Regions from separate parts of the Ovis canadensis genome. Here region 2 is linked to region 1. A link is a contact called in public Hi-C data. All regions are on one chromosome and are shown on one strand. Each heading gives the region's core, a stretch centred on a gene start, on an enhancer-like site or on the middle of the called end of the contact. The rest is flanking DNA. Distances are from core to core; before and after follow the strand shown.

Region 1 (2,700 bases), core at 38-2,537:
GGCTCGAGACAGTAGACCAATGACCCTTGTGCCCCTGTCTCAGGTCCCACGGCTGCTGCCGCTGCCCCTGGCTCCTCTGCCCGACCCCGTGGCCTGGCTGAGGACGACAGGTCTCAGAGCGCCTGTCTGCTCACTCCTGCATACTTCAGGAACCGTCTCTGAGGGGGGACAGCTGTTGCACACCATGCCTGACAGAACTAGCTTATGCAGGTGGCAGCTAGTGTCTGGTTCATGGCAACGTGTCCCAGGCATCACAGCATTTTTTTCCCGTTGGCCTGTCTAAACTGGAGTGAAAACCAGAAACCAGCCCACAGAAGCGTGGGGGGTTGGGTGCCCAGGCCTCTAACGCTCCCCTCCTCTCCATCTAGCACTCTCTCCTCCTTTAGACCCATCTCTGTGCAGACAGTCCCTTTGTCTCCTGCAAACTGGACGTCTGCTCTGAGGGCCTGACTGTTTGGTGGGAGTTTCACGGGTGAGACAGTCCCACTGGCGACGCCTTGCGCGGCATGCTGCTTCACAGCGTGTCTGCAGGGACGGCATGTTTCTCAGAGCTCCAGCGGGGCCGGCGCATCCTCGGTGGTCCCCTTCTTGGTGTACCCCACATAGCCTGGGCTCTGCAGGCACCTGGGGCCGGACCAAGCCTTGCAGCCAGTGGGGACACCTAGGCACACTCGTCCATGTGGGCCTCGCCCAGGAGTGTGAGTGAGCGGCCCTGGGCACCCGATTTGCGGCACCGTCCTGTCCCAGCCAGTAGACGTGTGCTGGGGGTCAGGGAGTGACCATGTGCCCAGGTCACTCTCCTCCCTCTGCTCTGCTGGGAGGAGGATTTTTACACAGATTTTTCTAAAATCTAAGGCAGAACATTTTGATTTGAGGCACTTGTGTACACACTTAACCCAGACCCTCTGTCCCGTGACCTTCCGGGGGCCCTTGAGGGGCCCTCCTGGATGTGGGGAGGGCTGTGATCTGCAGGGGGCCCGGTGTGGGTCTAGCCCTCAGCCCCTCGCCGCACAGGCGTGCTTCCAGGGGTGAGTTCTGCTTGTGAGTGTGGACCTGCTAGGAGCTAGAGTGTCTCCAGCTCCAGGTGATGAAGGTGTTTACTTTGTCTAGGTCAAGGTTTGGCCCAGGAGCCTGGCTGTGAACCTTTGCCGAGGGCCGTGCCTGCAGATAAACAGGAGGGGAGGCCAAGCGGTGGCTCTAATCGGGGCCGCCACTCTCCCCTCCTCCCACCTCCACCCGGGATGACTCAGCCTCCCTGTCGGCTCCTGGGGTGCTGAGTCACGCGGGCGGTTATCGGCTCTGGGGGCATCTTCACAGACCTCACAGCTGCCTGCCCCACCCTTGGCCTGGGCGGGTGTGCAGGCCTGGCCTGGCTGGGGCCCCCGATAGGTGCCAGGGTTAGCAGAGGGGTGCAGAGGGGCATGCGGGGCCTGCTGGGCTGCCAGCCAGCTCTCGGGAAGAGTGCTCCCTCTGAGGACGGGGTCGCCGCTGAGTCGTGGCCCATGCTTGTGTCTCACGCTGTGTCCCCGTTGTTGCCTGTGTGCTTGTGCGACTGAGCTCTCACCAGCTGCTCCCTGGAGACCGTAGACACCACCGGGGCTCTGCTCCGTAGGCTTACTCTGAGCACTTGACCCGTGGGCTGATGGGGGAGGAAGGAGCCCTTGTTCTTCCTCAGATGGAAGCCTGTGACCTTGGGTCCCCCCGCACGTGGTGGCGGGGTCTGGGCCTTCCGTTGTGTCACTGGGCTGTTCCTAGAGGCCCGGAGTGCATTCCTGAACATCCCCCGCGTCCCTGGACGTGCTGGCCTGGGCCCCTGAGTACGGCACCCTCTCTCACTTGTTAGAAGTGCCTGCGTGCCTGTCCCTCCCCACTGGGGACCCCACAGGGCCGTCTGTGCCTCCGTGTGGGCAGCAGCTCCATGCCCACCAGGGAGCATTGCTGGGAGAGGCCCTCGAGGGGACCCGGGACGGGACACCCAGAGAGGGCTCTTTCGCGGTCTGAGCGATGCTGCGTGTCCTCCCGGGGTGCCCTGCAGGCCCACGCGGACCCGTCGGTGATCAGCTGCCTGCACACCCTCTCCCGCCGCATTGCCACCGTGCTGCAGCACGAGGAGCGCCGCTGCCAGTACCTCACGCGGGAGGCCAAGCTGATCCTGGCACTGCAGGACGAGGCGTCCGCCACGGCCGACGGTGAGCGTGCCGGCGGCTTCTCCCGGCACGGAGGCGGGTGGGCTCTGTGCTGGACTGGGCATGCCCTGGGCACGCAGCAAGACCCTCAGAGCTCCCAGCGAGACCCCAGGTCCCAAACTGATACTCTGGGAGTGGCTCCCCAGCCCAAAATGTTCCCCTCCCCCAGACCCCACATGATGGCTCTTCCTGCAGGTCAGGTACCACCCTGGTCCTGCTGGGCAGTCTCCCTGGGATGGGGGGCATGCGGAAGGGCAGCGTCAAGCTGGAAGGAGGCCTCTTCTTTGCTTTCAGCAGAAGTGAAGGGGAGCCCAATTGAGTGGTCAGCTGACCAGTTATTAAAAGTAGTATCTGCTGATAGGCCCGCTCGAGGCCTTGGTGCACTGTCAGCATTTCAGAGCTGAGAGACGCCCCCTCTGTCACAGGCCTTGCACCTCTGTCTTCTCAGGCCAGCACCTCCATAGCAGAAGAGAAACCCAGGACTACGTTTGCCAGTGACCTTGGGCTAATTTCA
Region 2 (2,700 bases), core at 56-2,555, 54 kb before region 1:
CAGGTGAGCCCTGATGCGCCGGGGCCGTGCGCACCTCTCCAGGGCCTCCGTCGTGTAGATGCCGACGTTGGTCCCGAGCTTCCGCCACAACGCGAGCACTGCAGCGCGGTCCGCCGGCGCCAGCACCATCGTGGAGACAGCCTGCCGCGCTCTCGGCCTCTCGGTGAAGCCCGGGATGCGCCTGCGCCTGCGCCTCTCGGCCTGCTGCCCCCTTGGCCTCCGGGGGGCGCCGGGCCTCTGGTCGCAGAATCTGGCCGGGAGGGGTCTAGGAAATCTCCACGGAGCGTCAGCTCTGACCTGGGGCCTTCCCAATCGCCCTGGACCCTGAAATCCCTATTTTTGGAAACTAATATTTAGTATGTGTCAATATTAGGTGGCCCTGAATTTTAGCATGGAGTTTGGCATTGAACGTCAGTCTGTTTTCTCATTTATGGTATATAAGGAAAGTAACAGTTTCTTCTTCCCAAGGTTGTTCCTGGTTCATAGCAGATGCCCTTTTCAGGACAATGAGCATTCAGAGTGGCTAGGATAGATCCTACAAATAATAGCCAATACCTATAAAGCACTCATTCTGTGCCAGGCATCACCATACATCCTTTTTAAAAAATGCATTGAAATTCACATAAAATTTACTGTCTTAGCCATTTGAGGTGTACAATTCAGTGTCTTTAACTACATTCACACTATGTGTTACCATCACCACTAATTCCAGAACTTTCTTATCCCAAATAGAAATCTAGTTGGCGCTAATGGTAAAGAATCCACCTGCCAACGCAGGAGACTTAAGAGACATGAGTGTTGGGAACACAAGGGTTCGATCGCTGGGTCAGGATGATCCCCTGAAGGCAGGCACGGCAACCCACTCCAGTATTTTGTCAGGAGAATCCCATGGACAGAGGAGTCTGGAGGGCTGTGGTCCATAGGATCGCAGAGTTGGATGCAACTGAAGCGACCTAGCACAGTACAGGATAGATCCCCCACATAATAGCTCATACCCATGTAGCACTCATTCTGTGCCAGGCATCACTATACATCCTTTAAAAAAATGCATTGAAATTTGCATAACATAAAATTTACTGTCTTAGCCATTTTCAAGTGTACAATCCAGCGATTTAATCATATTCACTGTGTGACCATCACCACTATCTAATTCCAGAACTTTTTCGTAATCCCAAAGAGAAACGCTGTCCCCATCAGCAGTCAGTCCATAACGCCTGCCCTCCAGCCCCTGGACATCACCAGTCTGCTCTTGGCCTCTGTGAATTTGCCTATTCTGGACATTTCATGTGAATAGAGCCATGCAGCACACGGTCTTTTGTATTTGCACTTCATTGCTTGTTATGGCTGGGTAACATGCAATTGTCTGTTTAGACCACATTTTGTTTGTCCTCTCATCTCTCGATGGACATTTGGGTTGTTTCCACTTTTAGTCCAGGCTCTCATTTTGCCTAATAATAAAATAAGGAAGACTGCCTCTTACTGAGCTCATATGCTAAAAGCAGAGCACATTGAGGCAGGAAACTTGCCATCCATTTTCTGACAGAGACTCTTGGGCCCAGGGAAGAAAGGACACTGCTTCCCAAGCTGAAAGCTTGGGGCTGGACCACTGCCAGGACTGGACACCTCAAGCCGCAGGCGCTAGGGGCATTCTCCACAGGAAGAAAGCACCTCTGAGTGTAGGCGCCCTGCCCCTGGCTCTCCTCTCCACAGCAGCGCCAGGGGGAGTCAGTGGGCCTCAGGGCAGTGCAGGGCAGGGCAGGCCTCAGGATCCTGAGCTGGGCCCCCCAAATCAGGCCTTCAGACCCTCAATGGCCCAGTGGGTGTCCTGAGGGGGTGTGTGTACCAGGTGACAGAGGTGCCTCCAGGACCTGGCCTGGCTCTATAAGGGCACTATGCACCCCTAGCTTCCTCTAGGCACTTGGTGGGGAGGGAGGCACCCAGAGGGCCTCTGTGTTCTCAGCACCACCCAGCTCTGGGAGCAGCCCCGGGAGAGCTCCGAGTCCTGGCTTGAGGTCCACCAACAAATTGATCATTTGCACAAAAAACTCCGTGATGAACATGCAAGGCTCTGGGATGAATTCAGGGAAGGGCCAAGATACTCAGAAATCACTCCAGGCTGAGGGTGAGGGCTGCCCAGAGAATCCCAGGTAGTGGCAGTGGGGCAGGCTGCCACCCCCACCCCTCCATCCAGTTTTCCCCTTCTCTCTCTCTGCCTGAGAGCTCCTTGGTCTGAGGCAATGAGAACCTGGGCCGGTTCGCGGACAGAGACCCGAGGCTACAGACAGACACTGCAGCCCACTCAGACTTTATTCAAAGATCAGGAGGTGAGAGTGCGCAGAGCGCAAGGGCGCTCCAGGCCAGGGTAGGGGTCGCCGAGGCTCCAGCTTAACGGTATTTGGAGGTCAGCACGGTGCTCACGTTGGCCAAGAACTTGTCCAGGGAGGCGTGGACCGCGGGGGTGAAATCATTGGGGTGGTGGCAGGCCAGGGTCACCAGCAGGGTGTGGCTCAGAAGCTGCCGAGAGAGGGGACGTCAGTGGGGCGGGGGCTGGGTGGGGGCGCCGCCGCATTCTCCGCCCCGCTAGCCCAGGTCTGTCCCGGCCCGGCCCGCGAGCTCACCTTGAAGTTGACCGGGTCCACACGCAGCTTGTGGGCGTGCAGGTCACTCAGATCAGACAGGGTACCGGGCAGGTCGTCCAGG

Evidence for each region. A called contact is a pair of places that touch in the nucleus more often than the background predicts.
Region 2: a Hi-C map of fibroblasts shows a contact between it and region 1, with 4 times the contacts expected there. The contact joins the promoter of HBQ1 here to the enhancer-like site in region 1. A contact is called at or near these places in 2 of 2 Hi-C or Micro-C datasets (fibroblasts and lung).

What each region holds. Positions count from the first base shown.
Region 1 is chr24:15,457,873-15,460,572 of ARS-UI_OviCan_v2, reverse strand. NPRL3 (NPR3 like, GATOR1 complex subunit) reads left to right here. Exons shown (of 13, transcript XM_069570422.1): 5 at 2,036-2,189. Among named protein-coding and RNA genes, the nearest start is that of TRNAE-UUC, 7.7 kb to the left of the region's middle. Within about 2 kb of position 1,287, the one cell type or tissue checked has open chromatin away from gene starts, as enhancers often do. A contact at or near this core is called in fibroblasts, where this site is marked.
Region 2 is chr24:15,511,428-15,514,127 of ARS-UI_OviCan_v2, reverse strand. HBQ1 (hemoglobin subunit theta 1) reads right to left here and starts at 1,305. Exons shown (of 3, transcript XM_069570449.1): 1 at 35-1,305. The coding sequence starts at 129. LOC138429202 (hemoglobin subunit alpha-1) reads right to left here. Exons shown (of 3, transcript XM_069570448.1): 2 at 2,619-2,700; 3 at 2,290-2,514. The coding sequence ends at 2,386.